Regions from separate parts of the Ovis aries genome. Here region 2 is linked to region 1. A link is a contact called in public Hi-C data. All regions are on one chromosome and are shown on one strand. The core of a region is the stretch at or near the end of the contact, and the rest is flanking DNA. Distances in the headings are between cores, read along the strand shown. Region 1 has its middle 85 kb from the start of FAM107B. Region 2 overlaps CDNF (cerebral dopamine neurotrophic factor).

Region 1 (7,662 bases), core at 3,773-6,272:
ACCTCCCAGAGTGAGACAACTCATCTAAGCCAGACTGATTTCTGAAACTTGAAAGGAGAGACTGAAGCTGGTTGAAGGCATTACCTGAATGGTGTGTGTATCCTTCCGTTGCTGGGGCTTCTGTGGACGGTGAACCGTGGAGACGACTAACGTCGCCATCAAGTCTCACAGGCGAGGACCGGGAAGAGGTTCACGGTCACTTCCAGGCTTGGACCCGACCAACGGGCAGCCGTGTGAGACACAGCCCCTGGCCTGTCCCCACGGCCCCCCAGTTCACCTGCTGGCCTGAGGGCAGAGCACCTGGAGGCCCCCGGGGAGAAGGCTGTAATCCACCTCTCACCACACTTTCTGCCGTGAGGACCGCCACTGCCAGGCTGACCATTGGCACAGCGGGATCTCTAACGGTCGCTTTCCGGGTCTCGTGCCAATACTCTCGCGATAACGGCTGTGCACCTGCCCCGCTCCTATTTCACAGCTTGCTCAGCACAGTCGCAGTTGATGACATACTTAATGGCAGCTGCCTGGCCGACAGCAGTTGTAAGATGCCCTGTGATTACAGAAAGGCCCCCAAATTCAGAGCAGCTAATGGGGAAACTCTGTACTTCCCCCAGATCAACAAAACATGGTAATTTGGTTGCATTGTCTTTCACATGCTCTATGAGCTTGCAAGTTCAATGAAAATAGGGAATTTCTCTGTCTACTGATATACCATGGATGCCTGGAACAGAATCTGACCAATAGGACAGATATTCATATATTCAAATACTTTCTGAGTGAATGCATAAATGAAACAGGATTTGACTCTAGATCTGCTTACCTGGGAAACCACGAACTCCCCCTGCCTCGACACCTCATGGCCCTTCACTCCAGCTTGGAATGCACTTTTATGGTCTTATTGTCTCTGTGTGTTCCTGCCCCTCCAGGGAGCTGGAAGCCTCTTTTTTGGTCAACAGGGAAACGGCTGACTGGCACACGTCATCCAGAAGATGAATGTTGATGTTCTAGGCTGTGGTGGGGTTTTTGTCAAATGCTTGTAAAAAATTCAGCCACGGTGCTCTTGTTATAAATCAAAACAAGAACAAAGAAAGAGGGAGGGATGGAGGAGAGAGGAAAGAAGAAAGGAAAAAGAGACATTTCCTAGGAAGTTACTCACTGATGATATTGGCTCTGGTTCAGTAGACATACTGGCAGAGCACAGGTATTGATTCCTGGGCACTTTGATGTTTGAGAGGCCAAGGAGGTTCTCGGGCACTACAACCCTCAGCAGGCCCTGGCCCTGTGCTTCTGTGGAGGGCATCTGTGCTTGACCTCCAAATCTGTGTGCCTGCAGTGAAGGCAGACTGCTTTCATAACCATTCAATTTCATACACAGCCTAGCAAAAAGAAAAATATTTCTCACTAACTACACATTGCCTTAAATTCCCACTCTTATGGTTCTATTTCACAGAAATTTATGTTTGGGAGGCATGATGAGTGACCCCTATGGACAGGTGCTTTTTTTCCTTTATTTTCAGGGCCCAGAAATTGGTTTTGACAACCACCAAGGGATCTGACAGGGAGGCCTGGCATGCTGCATTCCATGGGGTCGCAGAGTCGGACACGACTGAGCGACTGAACTGAACTGAACTGAAGGAAGAGATCCAAAGCTTTGGAGCCTGAAGTAGAGGATATCTCTTTTAATTCCCTTGAGAGGCCATCTAAACTCATCCATTATATTTACAATTCATTTAATAATCTCATTTTATGGGAAAAGATGTGATGTGCTATTCCACATGAATTAGCACAACTCAATTTTTTATTCCAGATACAAACAGAATCTTGATCTTTAAGATCCTAATACCACAAACACAGCCTCAGGTTACTGATGACCTTAGTGCTGGGTGCAATGGAAACCTGTTACTGTTTTTCCACTCAAAATTAACAGAATAACAAGCTGGGGGAAAAGCCTCCAGATCCAGGGATCCTGAAAGTATGGTCAGGAAAGAGCACTAATGAAAGCGTGGATGCTGGACATCCATTCATTCATTCAGTGTGATTCAGTGAGTCCCCACCAGTGGCTCAGTCCCCACCAGTGGCTCCGTCCCCACCAGTGGCTCCTACCACACTAGGCACTGGTGCTGCAGAATAACATGGGGTATGTCCAATGTCTGGAGGGAAATAACTAAGACAGTCTGTTATTAGAATGAATTTAAATCTTACTTACTAGTTATTTATTCATTCCCTTACATGGTGCTCTTTTCGAAGAGACATATCCATCCTATTAAAATAACAGTAAAACCCCTTATAGAAGAAGCTGATGGAAATAAGACGCTGTTGCATGGACTTTACCTCCCCAAATGATACACTGAAGGTCCCACTTCGAAATTTCTAGTAGGAGCATCCCAAAGTACTTCTTCCTCTGAGAACAGCGGAGAGTCCGGTTTTCAAGGGCCTCACACTCCAGTGCCCCCAGAGCCCTCACGGACAGACAAATCTCTGTCATGTTTAACGCAGACATAAAAATGGAGATTAGGGCCAAAAGAAATTACAAAGTGAAAGTGAAGGGTAATTTATTATGCACGGGCTCTCCTCCCCTTATAACCTCCGTTTGTTCCATTTTTATAGGGATCTGGGCTTTTAAGTGAATTCCAAATAAAATCTCCTATCAACAGATGCTTGTACTCGAGCAGCCTCCCAATAAGCGGCCAGTAAAAGGAGATGAAGATAAGGGGGTCTGGGGTTTGCATGGACAGATGTGGTAAGGCCAATATACATCCTACAGATTTATTACAATGGTTGCCAGTGCTATTGATTTAAACAAGTAACAGGTGAAGCAAATCTAATCTAATTCCTTTTGCTGCAATGTGAATGCACCCTAATTATCTTACCTTTGTTCCTCAGAACAAATTGTATTCACTCCACTGCGTATTGGCAGTTGCTAGAACCCACAGGGAGAGCTGGTTAATAGGCAAGATAGTACTGCAGGGCAGAGGGAGAGAGGCCTGCTCAGAGGTGAAACTAGAGAACCTTTCTTCAAGACCATCATATTGTGAAAGCTCCTGGCTTCTTTCTTCTTCCCAGATATGCTGGTGTCCACTTCCTAGGGGACCAAGGTTTTTCTTACAGAACCAATCGTTAGGTTTAACCGAAATGTTGTCATTGAAAAAAAAGGGACTGTGGAATATTTCATACTAAGAAGAGTATGTACAGAATGTCTGTGTTGTAAATAATTATAAAGCAAACACTCATGCTCCCATGACCAGGTTCATTCAAAAAGATACATGCCCCCCCAGTGTTTATAGCAGCCCTATTTACAATAGCCAAGCGCATAACATTATTTAAGAAAATGTTGTTTTTTTAATGTTATAATTTCTCCCTGATTCCAAATTATTTCATATAAAGCAATTTTCATTTGCAGTCACAAAAGGCATTAAGGTTACTCGTTTTTGAGTCTAGAACTATTATTCAGGAAGATCAGATAAATATGATGAAATGAGAGAAAGTGAAGACCAGAGAAAGAGGAAGACAATCTATTTAGAGAACAAGGGATGTAGTTTCTATTGTCAAAGACTATATAAATCACATTTTGTCACACAGCACTCCCCCCCCTCAAAAAAAGACTCCAGATTTCACCTATCTAACTAATCCTCTAAAAAGAGAAAATTGGCTGCTGCCATAGGGAGCCATCCTTTGGAACTTACTTTTGACAACACACTGCACTCTTTAGTACTTTCCATTAATTAGATTTTTAAAAAAATAACTATTTATTTTTCTGCACTGGTCTCAGTTGTGGCATGCGGGGATCTTTAGTTGTGGAGTGTGAACCCTTAGTTTCAGGATGTGGGAGCCAGTTCCCTGACCAGGAATCAAACTCGGGCCCACCTGGCATCGGGAGTGTGAAGTCTTAGCCACTGGACCACCAGGAAGTCCCTCTTTGTTAGATTTTTAATTACAAGGGCAATTTACATTCATATTTCTCCACAATGCCCACAGACTTCTGATAATTTAGGCCAGCTCCAATTTATAGCCAAGGAAACCGCTTTCTAAAATCAATTAAATGACTCTAAGCAATGAGGCTGCAGAGCCAAGGTCTGAATCTAAGAACCCTAGGATTTGAAGGAATCCCAGAAATCATTCGGGGAACTCCTTGTTCCACTGAGAAGTTTAATAAGGAACAGTCAGTGAGGGGCAGAGCCCCAGACAGAACCAAGTGCATGAATCCGAGACCAGGGTCCTACCCATTTCCTGGTGAGGTAAAGGATGAAGAAAAAACTTTTCTCCCAGTCCAAGTCACTTCAATGAAGCTACTTGGAGCTCTGTCAGTAGGGTCAAGGTTGCCTTTAAAACAAACAAACAAACAATTTTGCTGCACCGGGTCTTAGTTGCGGCATGTGGGACCTAGTTCCCTGACCAGGGATTGAACCCAGGTCCCCTGCATTGGCAACACAGAGTCCCAGCCAGTGGACCACCAGGGAATTCCCTCAAGGTTGCCTTTGTGCAAAGTCTGTGTCAGGATAGTTTCAAGTCTCTTTCTCAGTAAGTAACACAAGCACTTCCCCAGATAGTGAACCCTGGTTAAAATGGCAGAAGCCATCCTGAATTGTAATACTAAAATCAAGACCAAGAAATGCTCAGGCACAAGCGAACATTTCATCTCCTATATCTGTTTGCATTTTATAAAGGCATTTTAAAAGCATCTGCTGACTTCTGATTCTCTGAGGTTTTCCAGCATGCAGGGCACTCTCTCCTGAGCTATTCATTTCCTGCCATTCAGCAAACCTGTGTTTCGTTCAGGCTGCTACAGGTGTGGATGAGATCCTGGTCACATGTCCAGGGAGGCAAATGAGTATGAACTCCGCCACACGTGATAAGGCTTGACCCAAGCAGGGGCCCTTCCAGGGCTGGGGGTGGCCAGAGCAGGGCCATGGATGTGAGGGGCAGTCTGGTGGTGCTCAGGACCTCTGAGCTGCCTCATGAGTAATTGATGAGATTTCACTAGACGGCCCACACACCCGATGTGAGCAGAGGTGCAGAAGCCGGAAGCTAGGTGGCAGTGTGGCACAGAAGCCAAGGACACTGGCTCTGCCATAAGTGGGACCTGGGTCTGAGCTCCAGGGACCTGCTCTTTACAAGCTGTGCAGCCTCAGGCCAGTTCCTTGGCTCCTCCCTGCCTTGGTTTCCCCATCGATAAGCAGAGGGTAGTGACAGGAGCTCTTGGGCTGTGGCAAAGATGAACAGATAAAGCACTTACTTGGCAGTGCGCCTGATGCCCAGCCAAGGCCACCTGCTATGAGTTCAAAACACCGGAAGCAGCTTGATGGAGCGGCCGGAAGAGAGAAACGTCCGGAACAGAGAAACTGGACTTTATTATATTGAACAAGGAGCCGGTTTCTGAGCAAGGCAGTGATGTCCAGATTCGTGTTTCAGAAAAGAATGTTAGTATTAGGAAAGGAAAAAGGCTGGAAGCCAAGAATGGAGGAAGGAGTCCCTTGAAAAATGGTTCTATGGCTTGTTCATTTTGCGTGTCGGTCTATTTCCTCCTGGGTCCCTGGTTCCCGGATGGCAGTCCCCCACCCCCAACCTCCTTCCTCACGAGGGATCCAGGGCTGGTACTCAGCAGGCTCCACCACGGATTGGTCGGACTAATGAATGAAAGGGTGAAACTGTGCTCCTCGGACTCGCTGTAGACTGAAAAGGGTTGGGTAGCCCTTTTCATCAGTTTACAGATGAGAAACACTGCGCATCCGGAGGCCCAGGGACTCACCTACCACCCCACAGGAAAAGGGGCTATGGGACCAGGAGAGAGAGGCTCTGCTCTCTGTGCCGGAGGCTAGCGCGTCAGCTGGACGTGCTTGACTTCCATTAGACACCTCAGATCAAGAACAGAAAACAGATATCCTGAAAAAAAAAAATCTTAGGGCCAACAGGGGAAATAATACTAAATTCATTAATTAATTTCAATTCTAACTAAAAACTTAAAGTTCTGCTGATGCACAGTAGAGGGCAGCATCTTGCATCTTTAAAAAAATTTTTTTGTTGTTTTTTTCTTTCTTTCTAAGCTGTGCCACAGAGCCTGTGGGAACCCTAGTTCCCCAACCAGGGATGGAACCCATGCCCCCTGCACTGGAAGCAGAGTCGCAGCCACTGGACCACCAGGGTAGTCCGTTGCATCACTTTTGAGGGCAGTAATAGCAGCAGTCAGCCCCCTCCTTGGTGGGTCTATAGAGACTGCGCCCTAAGCCAGGGCTTGATTTTTATTATTTCATTTACGCCTCATGACCACTCAGTTCTGCAGATTAAAACAGCCTAGCAGAAAGGATCAAATTTAGAAGCCTGAGGCCGCCAGCCTTCCTCTCGCCAGAGTGGACGTGCACAGAGGTTCCATGTGACTGCCTTGCCTTGTCACTGAAGATGACCCCCAGGGAAGCCTCGATTTCTAGAAGCATCTGAATTAGGGTCCTGCCATGGTGAGAAGGGGCAGTAGGGACAGAGGCATCCCTGGGCCTTAAGAATGAGCCGGCAACACCTCCAGGGACCTCCCTTACTGGCTCCCTGACTTCTGCTGAGCCAGGCCAGCGGAGGGCACACTAACGACAGCCCACACCTGCCAGTGCCCAAGGTGCCTCTTTCTAGGCCCCGTCTTTCAATGGCAAGTATTTATTGAGCACCTATTGTGCCTGCAATGCAGGAGACCCGGGGTCGATTCCTGAGTCGGGAAGATCCCCTGGAGAAGGAAATGGCAATCCACTCCAGCACTCTTGCCTGGAAAATCCCATGGATGGAGGAGCCTGATAGGCTACAGTTCATGGGGTCGCAAAGAGTCGGACACGACTGAGCAACTTCACTTCACTTTCCTTTATTGTGCACCAGCAACATGCTCCAAATACCAGTCCCCAAGCCCCACATGCCTTTGCCTCTGCACCATCCATACCAGCCACCCTCCTGCTCCTGACTCCTCGGGGTTTCTGCTTAGCTTCCACAAGCCCTCGGCTCATGGCCTAGTCTGTCTCCTCTCTTCCCCAGCCCAAAAGGAACTGTCCTGTTCCTAGGACTTGAGGGTATATCAGGGTGTCTGTGCCACACACGAGAGGGTAACTATTCTCTCTCCCCGGGTGACAGCACATTGGAATTTTCACAGATTTAGACCGTGGTAGGAATTAAATCTATTTGCAGGGCAGGAATAGAGATGCAGATGTACAGAATAGACAGGTGGACACAGAGGACAGGGAAGGGAGGGCAGGATGGACTAAGAGAATAGGACTGACATATATACACGACCATGTGTAAAACAGATAGCTAGTGGGAAGCTGCCGTACAGCACAGGGAGCTCAGCTCGGTGCTCTGTGATGACCTAGATGGGTGGGAAGTGGGAGGGGTGGGAGGGAGGTCCAAGAGGGAGGGGATATATGTATACATATAGCTGATTCACTTCATCGTAGAGCAGAAACTAACACAACATTGTAAAGCAATTATACTCCAATAAAAAACAATAATAAAGAATACTATAGGCTTTTAGAAGAGTAACTCCGGGAGCAGGTGGATGTTATGGCTTTAAATCACACCGTAAGGCAGAGTCTTGTACCGGGATCGCCTTGGCCCTGGGCGTTGATTCTGTAAGCAACACAGTCCTGAAGCCATCTGGCACAGGAGTCTCTGCTGACCAAGCCTGCACTTGTTCATAAA
Region 2 (7,662 bases), core at 1,573-4,072, 270 kb after region 1:
GCTTTCCTGTCCATGGAATCATACTTGTTGCAAAATGGGGACCTATGCAGTGTTCCTAAAACAAATAGCACCACATCCTAATCGCTACTTTTAAGGCAAAAATAAAGGAATCAAGAGGCTGGTGCCTTGGGATGGCCTTGTGTGTGGCCAACTGAAAGCATGGATTGTAATTTACTAGAAAGTATGGTTCACTTTCTCTTTTAGTTTTTTTTTTTTTTAAATGTGGACCATTTTTAAAGTCATTATTGAATTTGTTAAAATATTGCTTGTTTTATGTTTTTTTTTTTTTTTGGCTGTGAGGCATGTGGTATCTTAGCTCCCCAACCAAGGACTGAACTTGTACCCTCTGCATTGGAAAGTGAAATCTTAATCACTAGGCTGCCAGGGAAATCCCATGGTTCAGTTTTTATAGAAAGATATGTCTGAGGTAAAACGGGTGAGCATATAAATCACAAAGCACTAATACAAATTAGTTTTTATACAAATTTAAAGAATTTAAATACAATTTTAAAATATAAATTTAAAGAATATAAATACAATATAAAGAATTTTAGCTAGTTTTAAAATACAAATTTAAAGAAACACAAACACATGAATGAAATTAGGAGCATTCTCACCAATCCTTAGCTATTCTGGATCTCAGCTTAAACTCACCTGATTTCCCCTCCCCTACTGAGATCACCAAGCCACACAGAGTTGATTTACAGTCCTTTGGGGTATACCAACTTCTCTAATGCTGGTGCTTCTGTACCAGCCAATCTGGTTCCTAACATTCTTGCCAATAGTATCTGTCACCAGCATCTAACTCCTCTAGCAAGACTACTGTTTCCCTATTTACAGATTATCTTCAGAGAACTCAGCTACTGCTCTATTGCCAAGCCCAACAATAGAAAAAAACAATTAAGCTCATCTATAATATACTCATGACTATGATTTCTGTATCAGAAAGGGGCAGTTTTTCTCTTTCAAAACAAAGTGTCCCTCCCCACCTCCCCAGCCACTAGGTGGATGCTTGCTTATAGCTACAGCACTTCAGTTGACTTATTCAACTATTAGTTCTGGGACTTCTCTGGCTGTCCAGTGGTTGAGACTACACACTTAGCTCCCCAACCAAGGATTGAACTTGTACCCTCTGCATTGGAAAGGAAAATCTTAATCACTGCAAGAGGCATAGATTTGATCCTGGGTCAGGGAACTAAGATCCCACATGCTGCATGGTGTAGCTAAAATATTTTTTAAAAATTAGTGGCATCCTAGGACTTTTTTGGTTTGACATCTTCTGAAGCACTTCTTTTTACACCTACATGAAAGAACATGGCATTTAAAAGCCTTTTAATAACCTAACAGAGCTGTCAAGTGACTTATCAAAATTTTCCAATAAGTGTATCCTAATTTAAAAGTTGAATTTTAGACTTAGGAAAAAAACTTAATCAAGGCGGTCAAAGATCTGTACACAGAAAATGTCAAGACTTGGATGATAGAAATTGAAGAATACACGAACAAATGGAAAGAGATCCCATATTTATGGTTTGGAAGAATTCAGAATGTCCATACTGGACTTCCCTGGTGGTTCAGTGGATAAGAATCCACCTGCCAATGCAGGGGACACAGTTTCAATCCAGGAAGACTCCACAGGCCACAGAACAGCTGAGCCCATGGGCCACAACCATTCAGCCTCTGCTCCAGAGCACAAGTGCAACTGCCAAGCCTGTGCACTGCGATTACTGAAGTCCACATGCCTGGAGCCTGTGTTCTGCAACAGGAGGCGCTCAGCATTTGAGTATGGCGTGCTTAATCATGTCTGACTCTTTGTGACCCCATAGGCTAGCCCACCAAGCTCCTCTGTCCACGGGATTTGCCAGGCAAGAATACTGGAGTGGGTTGCCATTTCTTACTCCAGGAGATCTTCCCCACCCAGGGACTGAACCAGGTTTCCTGCGTCTCCTTCATTGGCAGTTGGATTCTTTACCACTGCGCCACCTGGGAAGCCCTCTGCAACAAGAAAAGCCACCGCAATGGGAAGCCTGCACACTACAACTAGAGAAAAGTCCGAATAAAGCAGCAAGACCCACAGCACAGCCCAAAATCAATAACATGAAGTGTTTTTTTAACTAAATGTCTATACTATCCAAAACTATCTATAAAACCAATGTAATCCCTACTAAAATGCCAGTGGCACTTTTGCAGAGATAGGGGAAAAAAAAGTCCTAAAATTTGTATGGAATCACAAAGGACCCCGAATAGTCAAAGCAGTCCTGAGAAAGAACAAAATGGTGAAGACAGTTAATAATGCTGTATTGTATATTTGAAAGTTGCTAAGAGAGTAGAGCTTAAATAGTCTCAGCACAAAAAGGAAGGGTAATTAGATGATATAATGGAGCTGTTTGCTAACCATCACAATTGGTAATTACATGATAATGGTGGAGATATTAGCTAACATGGTAATCATATTATACTATATAAGTTTATCAAATCAACATATTTTATACCTTAAACTTACACACTTTGATATGTTAATTATATCTCAGTAAAGCTGGAAATAAATCAAAATTGTATATAGAGCCTTTTTTATTTGGAGGGTCATTACACTCTGTGCTGCAGAAAATTCTTCCATTCGTGTGTGTGTGTGTATTTTGAATTTAAACTTTTTATTTTAATTGGTGTGTAGCCAATTAACAATATTGTGATAGTGTCAGGTGCATAGGAGAGGGACTCTGCCATACATATACATGTATTCATTTCTCCCCAAATTCCCCTCCCATCCAGGCTGCCACATGACGTTGAGCAGAGTTCCCTGTGCTATACAGTGGGTCCCTGTTGGTTATCCATTTTAAATATAGCAGTGTGTAAATCTCAATAACAACCTCCCTAACTATCTTTTTCCGCCACCCTTCCTCCACTGGTAACCATAAATTCAAGAATCTTTACAATTTTTAATAATGATTCCTATTCTTTTAAAAAAACAGAGAAAGCAGAAACATCCTCTCAGGTTCAAAACCAAATAACACCTTCCTGATTGAAAACATATTCCAAATCTACACTTACCTTGTTTTTTAATTTCATGGTTGATATGACAGAATAATACCTTTTAAGAGAACCTTTTATAGCCCAGATTTTAGTACTCCACAGCTCAAAGGCCCTTGTTCAATATCAACTTTTTCACCAAAAGGAAGCTGGGAAAAATTTAGAGCTAGTGGTCTATTCAAGATAAATAGTGGAAGGAGAAAATTACTTTCTTTTAGGTGCTGGTAGTTTCTTCAGGTTATTCTGGAGAACTTATCATTTGATATCAATTTAAAAAGAAAATTCTCTATGGCACCCTAAAGCTACAGGGGAAAGGTTGATACCAAAAGTAAATCCAGTCCATGGCTCCCCAGGGGCCTCTAGTGGCCAGCATTGCTGAAACATTAGTGAAGTATTCATTCCTTCTCAATACTATTTGATGAATTTTTCTATTATTCAAGGAGCCCAGTAAGATACCTTGCTCATAGCAGAAATTATTCCAAAGAAATGTGCTAAACAAAAGAATCAGTACAGTTTTGTCCCTTTGGGGACTGTTTTTCCTACGGACTCAGTGATTCCTCCTTCTACTTCATTACTTGGAAGCTAAGAAAAAGATGCTAGTCCATCATCACCACCCTGGAAGTTAGGGCTTGCCCTTGCCCAGCTGAGAAACAGGTTGTCTTTGATATCTTCCAGACATTAAACCTTTTTAAAGCCAGATGTGCAGCTATGGCGCACAGGCATATTACACAGCTATGTTGGAAAATAAGACTAAAATATTAATGATTCAGAGTTGGGTACTAATTACTTAGGTAGTTTAAAATACTACGCCATGTATGTAATGTGAAAACAATGACATAAACAAAAGAAATGGACTTCTCCTGGTGGAACTGGAGGGGTTAAAGGATGGGCTAAAGGCGGAATTCCCCAGCCTTCTATAAGTCCTATCCATCTACCCCAAAGGCTGGCCCAGATACAAATTATCTGTATGAGAATAGATATATGTATGTAAAATTTATAAGGCCAAGGATAACGTTTTAAATAGGACATCTTCCTTTTCTGGCTGTTTATTTTCAGCACTCTTGATAAGTCTATTTCATCAGCCAAAATCTGATTTAATGTGATTAACCTATTTCCTAAAAGTTAAACCTGGCAGAGTGATAGACTTAGGAAGAATGTTAGAGCCCCATTTAAAAGTTCAGGGTCCTTACATTACCTTTGAGTAGATGCACCTTTGGTCTTGATAGGTTCGTAAAGTCGTTCAGTCGTGTCTGACTCTTTGTGACCCCATGGACTGTAGCCCACCAGGTTCCTCCATCCATAGAATTTTCTGGGCAAGAGTACTGGAGTGGGTTGCCATTTCCTTCTCCAGGGCTTAATAGGTTACCAAGAGCTAATTCACCATGAATAGCTGCTCCCTTGAATTTTTTTTTTTAATTGGCCATACCACATGGCATGTGGGATCTTAGTTTCCTGATCAGGGATTCAACCCATGCCCCCTGCATTGAAAGGGCAGAGTTTTAACCATTGGACCGCCAGAGAAGCCCCTCCCTTGATATTTTGAACTTTTCCTTGACATATGTAGTTGAAAATGTCTTGGTGATTAAAGAGTTTAAATTTTGCCATTTGGGTGGGCAGTTTCACCTAATGCTGATTGTGCCAGAATTCATTTTTCTTTCCTGAAAGAAGCTCAGACAACACAGGACACCATCCAGTAGCCCAGCATCCTATTAGCAAGTGTAGAATTCCTTTCCTTCTAACACTGTTTAGAAACCTGGCCCCATGCTTAGGGAACTGGCAATACATTGGACATTGGGGGCAGGGGGGGGAACATTAAACTCCATTATACCATATTTCAGCTCACAGATCTGACTGTCCATCTTCTTCAGCTTCTCACAAATCTTCACTGCAGGCATGTGCACACTCATCGGGCGAGTGACCTCACTTAGGATCTTAGTAGCGGCATCTTTTGTTGCTCCTAGATAGTAGCACTGAAGGGGAACAAAGAGAATTTAGGGTCCCAGACACTGGAAAAAGCAAGCAGTATAATTTCCAGAAGTGAGAAAGAGGTTAACCTAGTTTTCCCGGGCCAGGTCTTAAACTTAACCCCTACTCACTAAGACGTGAGAAAACAATGACTCCATTCCCATGATCAGCCTAATTTGAAGAGCCCTGAAATTCACATTAAACTTAAAGACCAATGATGAGAGATAACAGTTGCTAAATGTTTTGTCTGTATCAGATGCTGCTCTCAGGGCTTTAAAGGTATTGATGTATTTATTTCTCATACCAAGGCTGTGACATTAGTACTAGAACTTTCCCTATTTCACACCCAAGCCAACTGGAGGTCACCCAACCGGCAAGTAGAAGAGACTGAATCAATTCAAAAATCTAGCCTTCTGGCTCTGGGGTCCATGCCCTGTTCCATCCTGTTGTACTGCCTTTCAAGCTACCTGAAAAACATTTTACATTTAAAAATATAAACCTTAATGGTGCAGACAAATGCTGAGATTTGTATAGTGTGTCAGTGGTAAGCAGTTAACAAGGCAAATTTAACTGACAAATTCAATACAACAATTTTAGGCAAAGCAAATTGGCCCAAGATTGTCTTTAGTGCTATAAAGACAGTATATTGGAACAAGTCATTTGTGTTTACCCAGGAAACACCATTTCAAGATAATAAAAATACTTCATTAATTATGCATAAATAATGATGTAAAAATATTTTGATAGGTTTCACTAATTGTCTTCACTAGAAATGTAAAGTCTACCCACACTTAACTCAGGACACTAAATAAATTCTCATTAGGAATTCAATTGTATAGTAAATAATTTCATTTAAGAAATCATGGAATTGGTTGCCTATGTTTTTTCCAAAAAGCCAGATGAAACCAGACATATTGTAGGTGAAAATACATTGACTCCATTTTCCTGAAAGATCAATTTTTGCTGGCCTTCTACAGGGAACATGCTTGGGGCAAGCATCCAAACAGGAGAACATTAAACTCAAGATGAAACAGCAGTTTTCTCCCAGAACAGGAGGGAAATGAAAGGTGAAAATTTACCATACCAGGCGGTTTTCTTTTCCTTTGACATCCAAGCAAAAGTTGATTAATTCCTTTTCTATGGTGTCCAGGGAAAAGTTGACTCCTCTGGCTATCAAGGAGTTGTAGAATCGACTCAAGAATTCTTGACATACTATAAGGAACAAAGAAATTATGTATTTGTGTATTTATGTACAGTGTCACCACTACCACACCTATGTACATGTCCCTCCCACCAAATAAAAAAGTATGATTCAACGCATCGTGACAACAAATTCATATTATAAGTAAGAATGGTTTGGGGTCTGTACCTATTCGCTTAGTATTGGGCCTTGAATAACATAAGTTTATTGGATCAATCCAGTCTGTGAAACCAAGTTCCACTCTCAAATATGAGAATTTCCCACCTAATATGAGAATGTCACTAACCCTATAGGAACATATAGCCAGCCTCCTCTGGGACATGATGCTAGGGACAGCTTTGGTAAAGCACAGAGAAGAACCAGAGTATGTGTCTTGAATGAAGCTCCTTGGTAGTAGGCATCTGTGTCTTTGTTCCAGTTTGAACCCCTATCTAAACAATCATATTCAGTCCCAGGGTCCAAAGTCAATGAAGAGATGATGATCAGAAGAGGCACAGGCAATAAGAACAACCCTAGTTACTGGCTGTTGGCACCATTCTGAGTACTTTGTGTGGATGAACTCATTCCAGTCTCAGAACTGAGCTCTGATGTAGATACATTTCTACCCCTATTTTGCAGATGAAGAGGCTGAGTCAGAGAGAGGCCAGTGAACTTGCCCAGTAAATGGTGGAGGTAATTTGATCCCAGGAGGTCTCACTCTGGTGCACAGCCTCATCCACTAGGTTACTGTGCAACAGGAGGAGCTGCTTTCCCATGTTGCTGGCTCAAAGGGGCAGGTGTGTGGTCCAAGCAAGCTGAGAGGGAGATGGAGACCAGAGCTTATGATGGAACAAAGCAGCCCTAATATTAGAAAGAGAATTCTAGGGGAATATCATAAGGAACAGCAGCAAATTCTATGGTTGTTATTTAGTCACTTAGTCGTGTCCAACTCTTTGCAACCCTATGAGCTGTAGCCCACCAGGCTCCTCTTTCCATGGAATTTCCCAGGCAAGAATACTGGAGTCGGTTGCCATTACCTTCTCTAAAGGATCTTCCCAACCCAGCCATCAAACCCGTGTCTCCTGCGTCTCTTGCATTGCAGGCAGATGCTTTATTGTTGAGCCATCAGGGCTCATTAAAAATTCCAAAAGTTTTGTCAAATCAGATTTGACGAACTGATCCAAAAATACGTATGAAAAAACAAGAGCAAATGAAAGCCAAGAAATTTCTGAAGAAGGAACTTGGGGAGCAGATCTTACTGATATCAAGACATTCTAAAGCAATATCATTTAAAACATGGTGGGACTGGCACAGAAAAAAAAAGCTGCTGGAACAAAAGTGAGACTAGAAACAAATTCAGAAATCTAGAGGAGCTTGGTATAGGATGGAAGCAATGTTAAAAATCAGTGGGGGAAAAAATGCACAAGTCAGTAAATGATACTCGGACCATGTACCTTGGGAAAAGTTCAACTTAGATCCTTATCAGAAACTAC

What was found. Hi-C and Micro-C count contacts between places; a contact is called where the count stands out from the background.
Region 2: a contact with region 1 is called in a Hi-C map of hypothalamus, with 2.4 times the contacts expected there. The contact joins two enhancer-like sites. A contact is called at or near these places in 2 of 16 Hi-C or Micro-C datasets (blood and hypothalamus).

Annotation. Positions count from the first base shown.
Region 1 is chr13:28,549,564-28,557,225 of ARS-UI_Ramb_v3.0, forward strand. No RefSeq gene overlaps it. Among named protein-coding and RNA genes, the nearest start is that of FAM107B, 85 kb to the right of the region's middle. Within about 2 kb of position 5,023, at least 3 of the 54 cell types and tissues checked have an H3K27ac peak or open chromatin away from gene starts, as enhancers often do. A contact at or near this core is called in hypothalamus, where this site is marked.
Region 2 is chr13:28,817,354-28,825,015 of ARS-UI_Ramb_v3.0, forward strand. It overlaps CDNF (cerebral dopamine neurotrophic factor), which reads right to left. Exons shown (of 4, transcript XM_004014237.6): 2 at 6,074-6,201; 3 at 4,853-4,994. Among named protein-coding and RNA genes, the nearest start is that of CDNF, 15 kb to the right of the region's middle. Within about 2 kb of position 2,823, at least 3 of the 54 cell types and tissues checked have an H3K27ac peak or open chromatin away from gene starts, as enhancers often do. A contact at or near this core is called in hypothalamus, where this site is marked.